Linked DNA regions of Triticum aestivum: region 1 is linked to region 2. Evidence: chromatin contacts called from public Hi-C data. All regions are on one chromosome and are shown on one strand. The core of a region is the stretch at or near the end of the contact, and the rest is flanking DNA. Distances in the headings are between cores, read along the strand shown. Region 1 holds the start of LOC123144703. Region 2 holds the start of LOC123144702 (vacuolar protein sorting-associated protein 20 homolog 2).

What was found. Hi-C and Micro-C count contacts between places; a contact is called where the count stands out from the background.
Region 1: a Hi-C map of leaf shows a contact between it and region 2, with 2.7 times the contacts expected there. The contact joins the promoter of LOC123144703 here to the promoter of LOC123144702 in region 2. A contact is called at or near these places in 2 of 5 Hi-C or Micro-C datasets (both in leaf).

The regions. Positions count from the first base shown.
Region 1 is chr6D:290,083,994-290,089,136 of IWGSC CS RefSeq v2.1, forward strand. LOC123144703 reads left to right here and starts at 2,785. Exons shown (of 2, transcript XM_044563915.1): 1 at 2,785-3,051. The coding sequence starts at 2,890. It overlaps LOC123144704 (a long non-coding RNA gene), which reads right to left and starts at 2,629. Exons shown (of 2, transcript XR_006471858.1): 1 at 1,229-2,629; 2 at 1,048-1,116.
Region 2 is chr6D:289,819,407-289,824,485 of IWGSC CS RefSeq v2.1, forward strand. LOC123144702 (vacuolar protein sorting-associated protein 20 homolog 2) reads right to left here and starts at 1,862. Exons shown (of 6, transcript XM_044563914.1): 1 at 1,622-1,862; 2 at 676-828; 3 at 366-518. The coding sequence starts at 1,723.

The DNA of each region.
Region 1 (5,143 bases), core at 1,535-4,034, 270 kb after region 2:
GTGCTTACTTACTCTTTTCTTCTTCTTCTTCCTTGTGCGTCAAATTGTAGCACTAAAAGGATGACTATGTTTTTTTCCTTTCCTTTTTTCATTTTTCTTCTTTGGATTTTCTCAAATGCATTAACCTTTTCAAATTCATGAACTTTTCACAAATATGTCAACTTTTCAAACTTTGTGAACTTTCTTTTTTCAAATTTCATGAACTTTTTTCAACTTTGCTCATTTTTTACTAAACTTTTTAAAATTTTCATGACCTTTTCTTTAAATCCATGAACCTTTTAAGTTTGATAACTTTTTGAAGCAATTTTTTTTAAAATTCATGAGTTTGTTCGAATTTTTAGGAACTTTTTTCAAATTTGTGAATTTTTTTCAATTTTTCATGAACTTTTTTCAAATGCGTGAACTTTCATTTTTTCTTACTTTTTTAGTGATTTTTTAAAAATTTCATGATTTTTTTCAAAACTATGAACTTTCTTTAGGTGATTTTTTCACTTTTTTTGAAATTTATGAACTTTTTCTCTCTGATTTTTTTTCCAAAAAGTCAACAGTCAACATGGCTTGGTCAATGGTCAACAATCAATCATATGCCAGTCGGCCTAGCGATCGAATGAAGAATCGATTTTCGACTGAGTATATGAATATTGGGCCGGCCCATGAAAGGGTGCACATGATCGTTGGGTTGGTTTTCTGGTGAATAGTTAAAAAAGAGATCATTGCATCTTTTTTTGAGTGGGCAAAGACATTGCATTGTTGCATCTAAAAACAGATCCTTGCGCGGGTACGGCGGTCTCATAGTTACTAGTAAACGTGTATGCACAACGCACGTCTAAACAAACATAATGTGGCTAAAGTTCGGAGAAAACAACTCTTTACATTTTACACATATTCTGTGCACCAAGGCAAACTGATGCATGAACACACTCCATGTTAGTACTTAGATCTTGCGGGTCGCTTTTTTGTATTTTTTTACTACAATAGTTTGCATTTGTTTTTGTCCAAACAAATAGTCCCGTTCTAATATTCTCTTAACAAACAAAATGCAGCTCATGACATTAAAAGACATAAATCTTCACTTCCCAGGGAAAGAAGTATACAAAGGAGTGCGCTCCACATACCCTGTGCTCACCAAAATAGTCAGCAGGGAGGATAACATAGCGTCCTCACAGTTGTGCCATTTGTGGCTAAGTTGCAAGCTAATATTGACATCAAAGTTAATTAGTGGAGTTACCTCAAACTGCTAGTGACCAGTGGCCCATAATTGTGAGTAGAAGATATATACAAATAAATCTCATGTAGAACAGTTCCAATATTGATGTTGGCAGTGCCACGGACCGGGAACGGCGAACTTCCTTCGCTTCGCCAGCCGCTCAGCAATTTTGCAAGACATCGAGATTAAAAACTTGAATTAAATAGCTGCATAGTTCTCATACCAGGCAGCAATTTTCACCTTTGTCTCAATTTCTAGAACTACTAAATACATTTTTGAATGAAAAATATGGCATGACTCCCACATGTAGCAAATCAATCGAATAACATCAGCACTGTGCAAAGACATTCATTCCTTGTATAAATTAACCAATCAATCTGTACTAATAGTATTGAGGCAGTGGGTGCAGACTACCAGCAAAGGATCAATAAAAGTACATTAAAAGAAAACTTGTACTAATTTTCCTTGAATCTGGTTATCAACTGAACAAATATCATTTACTATAAGATGTAAATTTCTTTATAACTGAGAATCTAACCATAAATCTAAGAATGTGCTTCTTACAATAAACATAAGAAATTCCGAAATCGACCCATATCCTCCTATATCTATACATGAGAATGTGCTTCTTACAATAAACATATGAATTCTGAAATCAACCTCCTTGTAAGTATACAGGTCTAAACAAACACACTCTTACATCAGTCCCATCTCCTCCTAATCTATATATGAGAATGATTTTCATTATCCAGATCACATGTACTCCCTCTGTACCGAGTAAGTAAGGGGCTCACCGTAGAAGGTCTTGGCGTACGTAGAACTCGCCGCAGCAGGGACTCAGAGACTGAGTGCGCAGACCTCGCTGCAGCGGTCGTAGGCGTCGCCCTCCTGCTCCAGCTGCTTGTCCCGCCACCGGTGGCGCCTACCCGCCTCGGCCTCCCGCGCCGCTCCGCTGTTCCACTGCTCCGGCGCCGCTCCGCCGCCGCTCCACATCCACATCCACGCCCCCGTAGCCCATATCCAGCTTTGGCGCCCCTACACATCCACGCCTCCGTCGCAGAGAAGCTCGTCGCCGACGCAAAAAGAATCAATTTTTTAAACCTACGGGGTGTGTGAGTGAAGGCGGGGTGGTGGGGAGAAAGGGGCGGTGGAAGAGGCCGGCGACGGGAAGAGGAAGAGGCCGGCGACGAGGAGAGGGGGAAGGCGGCGACGAGGAGAGGGGGAAGGCGGCGACGAGGGAAGGGAGTGGCCGGTCACGGAGAGGAGAGGGAGAGGCGACGAGGGAAGGGGCGAGCGAGTGAGTGCTGCAGCGACGGAGAACGAGCGAGCGGTGCGAGCGAGGAGCGGATAAGGTGGAAGGGTAAATCTGGAAAGTAAGAAAATTTTATAGCGTTAGAAAATTTGCACTGCGATTGCCCAGCGACAAATAAAACGGTACAGAGGGAGTATTTGCCAAAGGAATTATAAAGAAAATGACTGATTAGTTACTACCAGCTAGCAAATGTGGCCCATTCCCGCAAAAAAAAAAAAGCACATGTGGCCCATGACGCCCATCTAAAGCTAGAGGCCCGAAATAAACCCTGCCCTAAACCTCCTCCGCCGCCGAAGGGTCGACCAAGAAGAAGAAACCCTCAAACAAATCAAAAAAGAAAAGAAGAAGCGAGCGAGGGGCAGAATCACCAATGGCGGGCGGTGGGCTGTCCGGCGGCGCGGCCGCGTTCTGGGCGACAAGAGCGCTGGAGGTGGTGAAGCGGAACGACTCCCCGGGGCTGTTGTGGAAGCGGATCAAGCTCACCACCACCCGCAAGAACAACGCCAAGAAACGCCTAAAGCGCCTCTGGCAGGTAACATCAGGCCCATCCAACCCCCTCCTTATCTATCCTCTCCTTTCCATCGGATGTTATCTTTTGTACCCGGCGCGAGTTTGTTTATTGCAACAATCTGGGGATGGTCTCTTTGCCTCCCCGATTCATTTGTGTTTCGTGTGATGTGGTCGGTCTTACTCACCTTAGTCACCTAAATCGTTTGTTGCAGCCTAAGGATTTCTTAGACAGAGTTGACGTTTCTTCTCTTTGAACTTGCAAACTTCATTGCTCATATGTGTAGAGGGGTGAAAGGTTAAGGTGAGTAATAAAGTTTTGCGGAGCTTCATATTATGCTCACAGAGGACCCCGTTAACTGCAAGTGTTGTTGTCACTTGCGAGTTCTTTTCTTCAATGATCTGTGTGAAGAATAAGCTATGAAACAGAATGGGGGAGCGCAAATATCACTTCAGCAAGAGGATGATTCTGGTTACAGACTATTAATTTTATGTTTGGGGATTCTAGACTTGTCTGTGGGTCAGGGCTTGGCACGGTGGAACATGTTGGGCAAAGCACACGCAAGTGTGGATTGCCCATTCCTTGTGTTTGCCACCAGGATTAATTTTATCCAAATAGGCAAAGCACTATCTCTACATGATTTTTATTTTACCTTGAAATTTAGAGCAATGAACTATACAAAATAGTAAGGAGAAACCTAGGTGCCTTTTGGAACGAAGGAATCCCAAAATATAGGAGTAGGAAAAACATAGGGATTGAGTTTTCTATCTTGTGGATTTGAAGAAACGGAAAACACAGGAATTTCGCAAAGTTGATGTGTGGATGCCATATACGAAATTTGTAGGAATCGTTTGCTGATTGTAGAGGGAGTGAAAGACTCATCTTGCCTTGCACTTCTCACACAAATTTTAACATGAGGTTGGAACTTATGTTTAGAATCCTCCAAAATATAGAGAAAGGAAAGTTTCCTATAGGAATTCATAGGCCCATTCCTACAATCCAAAGGGCTGCGGATAGTAAGTGAAATTACTAAAGTCCCAACAGTGTGAATACCACACAATTGGACCCCTCTTGGCCTAAGTATGGGCCAGAGAGCCCAAGTGGAGCGCCATCGACCAAGGTGGTACCATGCAGGACACGTAGGAAGTGATCAACGGGCTGCGCACCAACGTGGTCCTAACTTCTGCCCTAGCACGACGAACGCACTAACATGAAGATCGCCTTACCAGAGCTATATAAAGGCGCCAGGGACACCGCGGGAAGGACTAGCAATCTAGAGCCATCAAGCCCTAACTATTATGACACTTAACGCCCAAATTGGCACTTCGATCTTGTTGAGTTCTCCCAACTCAACAAGAACCCCCCTCCCCATTGCAATCAGTTCTGTACTTCCCACTATATAGAACAAGAAAGAGCAAGGCAGGAGTAGGGCTTTTATGCGCGACTAGGGGGCGCGAACCTGGGTATATTGTGCCCCCTCTCGACTTGTGTTCTAGATCCCTGGTGACTTGATGTTTCCCATGACTATAAATCCACATATGAGGTCCTATACTGTTGGTATGGCTTGAAAAAAAACCAGACAGCTGGCGTTGACAATGGGGCTGTCTTGACATCAGATTGGATCTGTCCATGTTCTTCATTAGTGCGATCGCTGTTCGTCTAGAGCTCTTTGGAAGGAAAAGCTCAGGGGCTTACCGTGGTAAGGCGTACTCGACGACCACATCTGATGGAGGTTGCCCGATATGATGAAGATGGTCGAGATGAGCTAGGCTATCCATCTTGGGTGTCCATCAACACCATCAATAGACGGGATGTCGGTGAGATGATGGGGTTGGACAAGTCCATGCACGATGTGATACGAAGAAGGATTTCCATTGCGTGGCGGAATCTCAGGACAAGGTAAAGCCTGAAGGGCCAATGGTAGGACTGGACCCCATGGCACGTCAGGTATATATGGATGCGATGGTCTACTGCTATACCCAATAGCAATGAGAGTGACGATGGACACAATGGAAGCTTGTCGACTGCCATCATGATTCCCGAGGACCAAAGTGAGGATTCACAGCCCATGCCAGCGCCAGTGCTCGATCAAAACCCAGCAGGATAAAATTGGTGA
Region 2 (5,079 bases), core at 612-3,111:
TTTGTATTAGCTACTTGTATAAGTCACAATTTCAGAAGCATAATACTTTGTAGAACTGTTCATGTTTAAGTTGCAGACTACAGAGCTAATTATATATATTTAAATGGTGTAAGAACGAAGTCAGTACTGATTTTCAGGCAACTATCACATAGTCCACATGATGTACATTGTCTAATTAGTTCCACAGAAGTAGATGAAAAGAGCTTTTACAGAGATCCGAGGTGCCACTTTACGTATAATGCGTCAACTAAGGATGTTGTAAGAAAAACATATACAATGACTTCAAATAAGATGGAAGAACCTCACGTGGATAAAAGCATTATAAATGTAGTAACCAGTGGACTGGATAAGTTTATTGAACTTACATCCTGATAAGCCTTGGCCTCAGCTGTGTCATCCATTAACTTTTGGACATCGTCGATGTTAATCTCATTCTGTATAGACTTAAGGGCAGCATTTCCAGTCTTTAGGCTTTCCAATACAGCTTTTTGCTTGCTTGCTAGTTCAATATCTGCCAGCTTCAACAAGAGAACAGAAAACAGACTGTCAAGCTATAGATCAAAACTAAAGAGACTTAATGCTGGTCAGATTCAATTATGTAAAGCAGAATAACAGACCTTCAGTCATGAACATGCAATTCATTAGGAGCCAGAATCTATCCAATAAACTACTAACCTGCTGTTCGACATTCATTTGCCATGTATCAACTTGTTTCAGGAGCTCTTCCTGGGATTTCTTCTTCTTCAGTGCAATCAAAGCTCTGTCTCTCTTCTTTTGTTGAACCAACTGGCGTGCAGCTTCCTTTTCTGCTTCGATCACCTTCTCAAGCTGTAAGAAAGAAAAGTAAACCATACATAAACAGAATCAGTACCATCTTAATTGTAAGTAGAAACATCATTCCAGTGATTTAACGCAAGACACGATCATTAGTTCAGTTAGAATATTTGAACAGTTTATCATAACACGACAAGTTATACCCACCTAAAGGTATTGAAAGCTGATGGCGAAATAATTTATTCGCACAACATGCTAGTACAGAAATCAGATAGTTTGCTGGTTTGCACTAGCAAACGACTCCCATACCGCTAGCGCTGATAGACCGAGATAACGGCAGCGCACCAAAGCATGCACTAGAAGCCAGTCTGGTTTTTGCAGTATGCTCTGGAAAGTAATATCTCATTTGATAACATGAATGTGCAGTTGTCACTGACGTTCACCTTAATACATTATAATCCGATCCAAAACCTATACTCCTGTCCTGATGACACTGCCAGACATTCTAAATCTGGATCACTACTGTCAACCCAAAATGGCAAACAACAAACCACACCAGAACTGGGCCCTCCTGACAAAAACTAACAAGGTGGAAAAAGCTCGTACCCATTCAGTTATAGACACAACGTTATGCAAAAACCTAATCCCAACTGCGCCCACACTCACGTAATGAGCGGTATTGGCACCAAACCTGGTATTACCTAGCCCAGGGGGGCAAAATTGGAGATCGATAAACTACCAGAATCGAATCTCAATGATCACGATTACAAACTACAACGATTAGATGGTATAGTAGGACGGGGGTGGGAAACAGATGATCGGATCGGGCAGGGCGGGAGCAGGGGACCTGCTGCTGGAACTGCGCGAGCTTGCGGCGCTGCGTCTTGAGGGCGAGGATGGCCTTGTCGACCTCCGTGATCTTAGGCTTCTTCACGAACACGTTCCCCATCTTTCTCTCCCCGCGTATACCCCTCGCGATCAAGGTTTCGCCGGCGGCGGGAGAGGAAGGAAGAGGGAGAGGGGAAGGTGGACTGCGGGAGGAGACGCGGTCACGGCATCACAGTTCATGGGTAGGGTCCAGGAGAATTAGGATCGGGTTCATAACCCGTTACCACTTTTTTTTTCTGTAGGAAAGACCCATTACCATGTACCAACGGCTCGACCCGTTTTTCTAAAAAAATTAGTACTCCCTCCGTAAAGAAATATAAGAGCGTTTAGGCGAAAATACAAAGATGAACATGGTGCGCGCGCACCCACGTGAATAGTAAATTCATAAAAAAATACTAGATAAAATAAAAAAAATTGAAATTTCGCGGTATGAAACTTAGTCGATCATTCTACTCACGTGTGAAGTTTCATGATGTATTGACACCCATGTTATCTTTAGTGAAGAAAATACAAATGCGATCATACTGTTCATTAAACAGTGTTTTTTAATATAGCTTTGATTAGCTTCGATTTTGTCATTTTTGCCCAGATTACCACGGATGTGATTTCTTCGTGAAACTTCATATGCGAGTATACCGGTTGACTATGTATATTACAAAAATAAGTTCAGATTTTTTTGATTTTTTCAAGCATTTTTTTGAATTTACTATTCATAAAGGGTGCGCGCGCACCCATGTTCACCAAATCCGCGTCCGCGTTTAGGTCACTATAAAGTGTAGTAATCTAAAGGAAGTTGTCGGGGGTGTCGTGCGACATATGCCAAAGGATGGCTTATCATGGTGGGGAGAGTAAGACATCGCCGGTGCCTGGAAACGGGATAAGGCGTAGACATGTACGCCGACGCATCTTATCCAGGTTCGGGGCTCTCCTAAGAGATAACACCCCTAGTCCTGTTCTGCGGGATCTCTGCATGATCACTAAACCAACAATGATGGCTACAAGCTTGCTCCTTGAGCTGTTTCTCTAAAGGAGGAAGAAGAACAAGGCTAGCCCTAGCTTCACTCTCTCTATGTGTGTGTGTGGTTTCTAAGAGGCTGAACCCTTTGCATGGGTGCCTTGGGGGGTTTATATAGTCCTACCTCCTAGGGGTACAATGGTAATCCGGCCGGGTGTAGGACTCGACCGTCAGTGTTTATGGACGCCGGCTTCTCCGTCGGCCGCTGGGGCCCGCCACCTGGTGGGTCCCGTTGGCTGTCTCATACTTCACCGACAGGCCGTGCCCGCCGCTTGCGGGTCCTGTCGGCTGCTAAGTACTGTGGCCGCGCCACTGATGATGCAAGCTTTGTCGGGGAGAGCATGGCTACAGTGCCGCCGCCTGGTGGGCGTTCACTGTAGCCACTCCCCGTCTCTTCTGATTAATGGCGCATAGACTCCGAGGGAGGGGCAGGGCCGCCTGCTGGGAGTCAGCATCCCCTATGTCGATTGGTCAGGGCATGCCGTCTTCTGGCGTCTCACAGACAGATAGGGCCTGCCGCTTGTGAGCCATACCGACAGCTCGTAGTGGGAGCATGGCCTCCTCTGCCATGGGTGATGTCATGGGCTGTGTGGCAACAGTGCCGCGCCGGGTGAGGGATGTCCGCCCAGTATGCTGCACTGTGGCCATGCTCCGCCCTGGATTCGGAGGTGGCAGTCTGTACTGTAGCCACGCCCCGTCTGGGCTGGAGTTGCTTCTCTTTGATTCTCAACTTATCCATGGTATCGCGGTAAAGGATGTTGATGCTGCTACCGCCATGTATCAGAATTCGGGAGAAGCGAGCAGCTCGCCTCTCCGTTGCAAGGGTGGCATCCAACACCAACGCATAGGAACCCGGAGAAGGCATCACTTCCGGGTGGTCTGCACGGCTCTAGCTGATAAGCTTCTTAGACCAGTGCATGAACTCTGGGGCCGTTGAGGCAATGGCGTTCACTTTGCAGTGCTGTTGACGTCGGCTGTGTCTGTCGTTGGCCACACTGGTGAAGACGACGTAAGCACCATGTTCTTTAGGGAAGTCATCTTGGATCGCGCCGACTGCTGGGCGGGCTGTCAGCTGCTGGGGAGGCGGAGCCGGGAGGCCAGCAGGCAGAGGAGGCAATCCTTCACCCTTGGCAATGCGGACGAGCCAGTGGCATTTCTGGGTTGTATGGTTGGACGGCTTCGCGCCGCTGTGGAACTTGCAGGGAGCATCGAGGGTCTGCTCAAAGGAGAAAGCAGGCAACCAAGCTGGCTTGCCGCCCTTCTGACGCTTGGGGCCGGGTTGTCCTTCAGGTTGTTGGTCTTCAACTGTTGCCACCTGCCGGCTGGTGGAAGCTGGCTGCAGGGCCTTGCGCTTGTTGTCGTTCGGCTGTTGGCGCCGATTGTCGTCACCAGCCGGTGTCTGGGGAGCCGGAGGAAGTACCTTCCCGGAAGCGTCCACTCGGGGCTCCGACTTCATGGAGGAGTCGGCAGTGGCGTACTTGTCTGCTATGATCAGCAGCTCGTCGAGTGTAGTAGGCTCGTCGCAGAGGAGTCAGTGCTTGAGGAGGGTGCCCTCTCGGCACCCGGCGGTGAAGTACTCGATTGCTTGGACCTCATGCACCACTTCGCAAGAGTTGCGCAGTTCGGCCCACCGTGTCAAGTAGTCGCGGGTGGACTCATACGGGCCTTCAACGCACAGCAAGAGCTGGCGGGGCTTGGGCGGCTGCTTGTAGGTGCTGGTGAATTTGCGGATGAAGACTTCAGTGAAATCTACCCAGCTGTTAATGCTGCGGGGCTTCAGGCTGTTCAGCCATGTCCGGGCCGTGCCCTGTAGCATGAGCGGAACGTACTTCACGACAACGCACTTGTTGTCGTTTGCTATGTTGACGGCTGTGGAGTAGTCGACCAGCCAATCTTCTGGCTTCATGGAGCCGTTGTACTTGGGCGTGTCTTGTGGGAGCGAGAACCCTTTGGGGAAGGGCTCGTCACGAATGCGGGTGCCGAAACAAGGCGGGCGGTTGATTCGGTGGCGGGCATCATTCTCTAGCCCACGCCACTATCTCTTAAAGACAAAAACACATGCTCAATTGTCGGGCCTTCTTCCCTGCATTCTCGCATGCATGCATATTGTCATACCGATCCGTCTCTCCCATGTCGTTGATCTTAGCTTATGACTTATGTCTTCTTTCTTTTATCTCGATCATGCGCGCGCGCACACACACACATCCCACGTATACATGTATACCTCTCACACATGCACGTTGAAGGTCTCTATGTTTCCATACGTAGTTAATTACCCTTAACCCTAACGCCACATCGAATCGTTCTCTTCTTGTGTGCACATAACTTCCGCCTGGATGGGTAAAACACACACTCACACTTAACAATCTCCTTGTAGCTACCCCCCTCTCACTCTTCTGCTA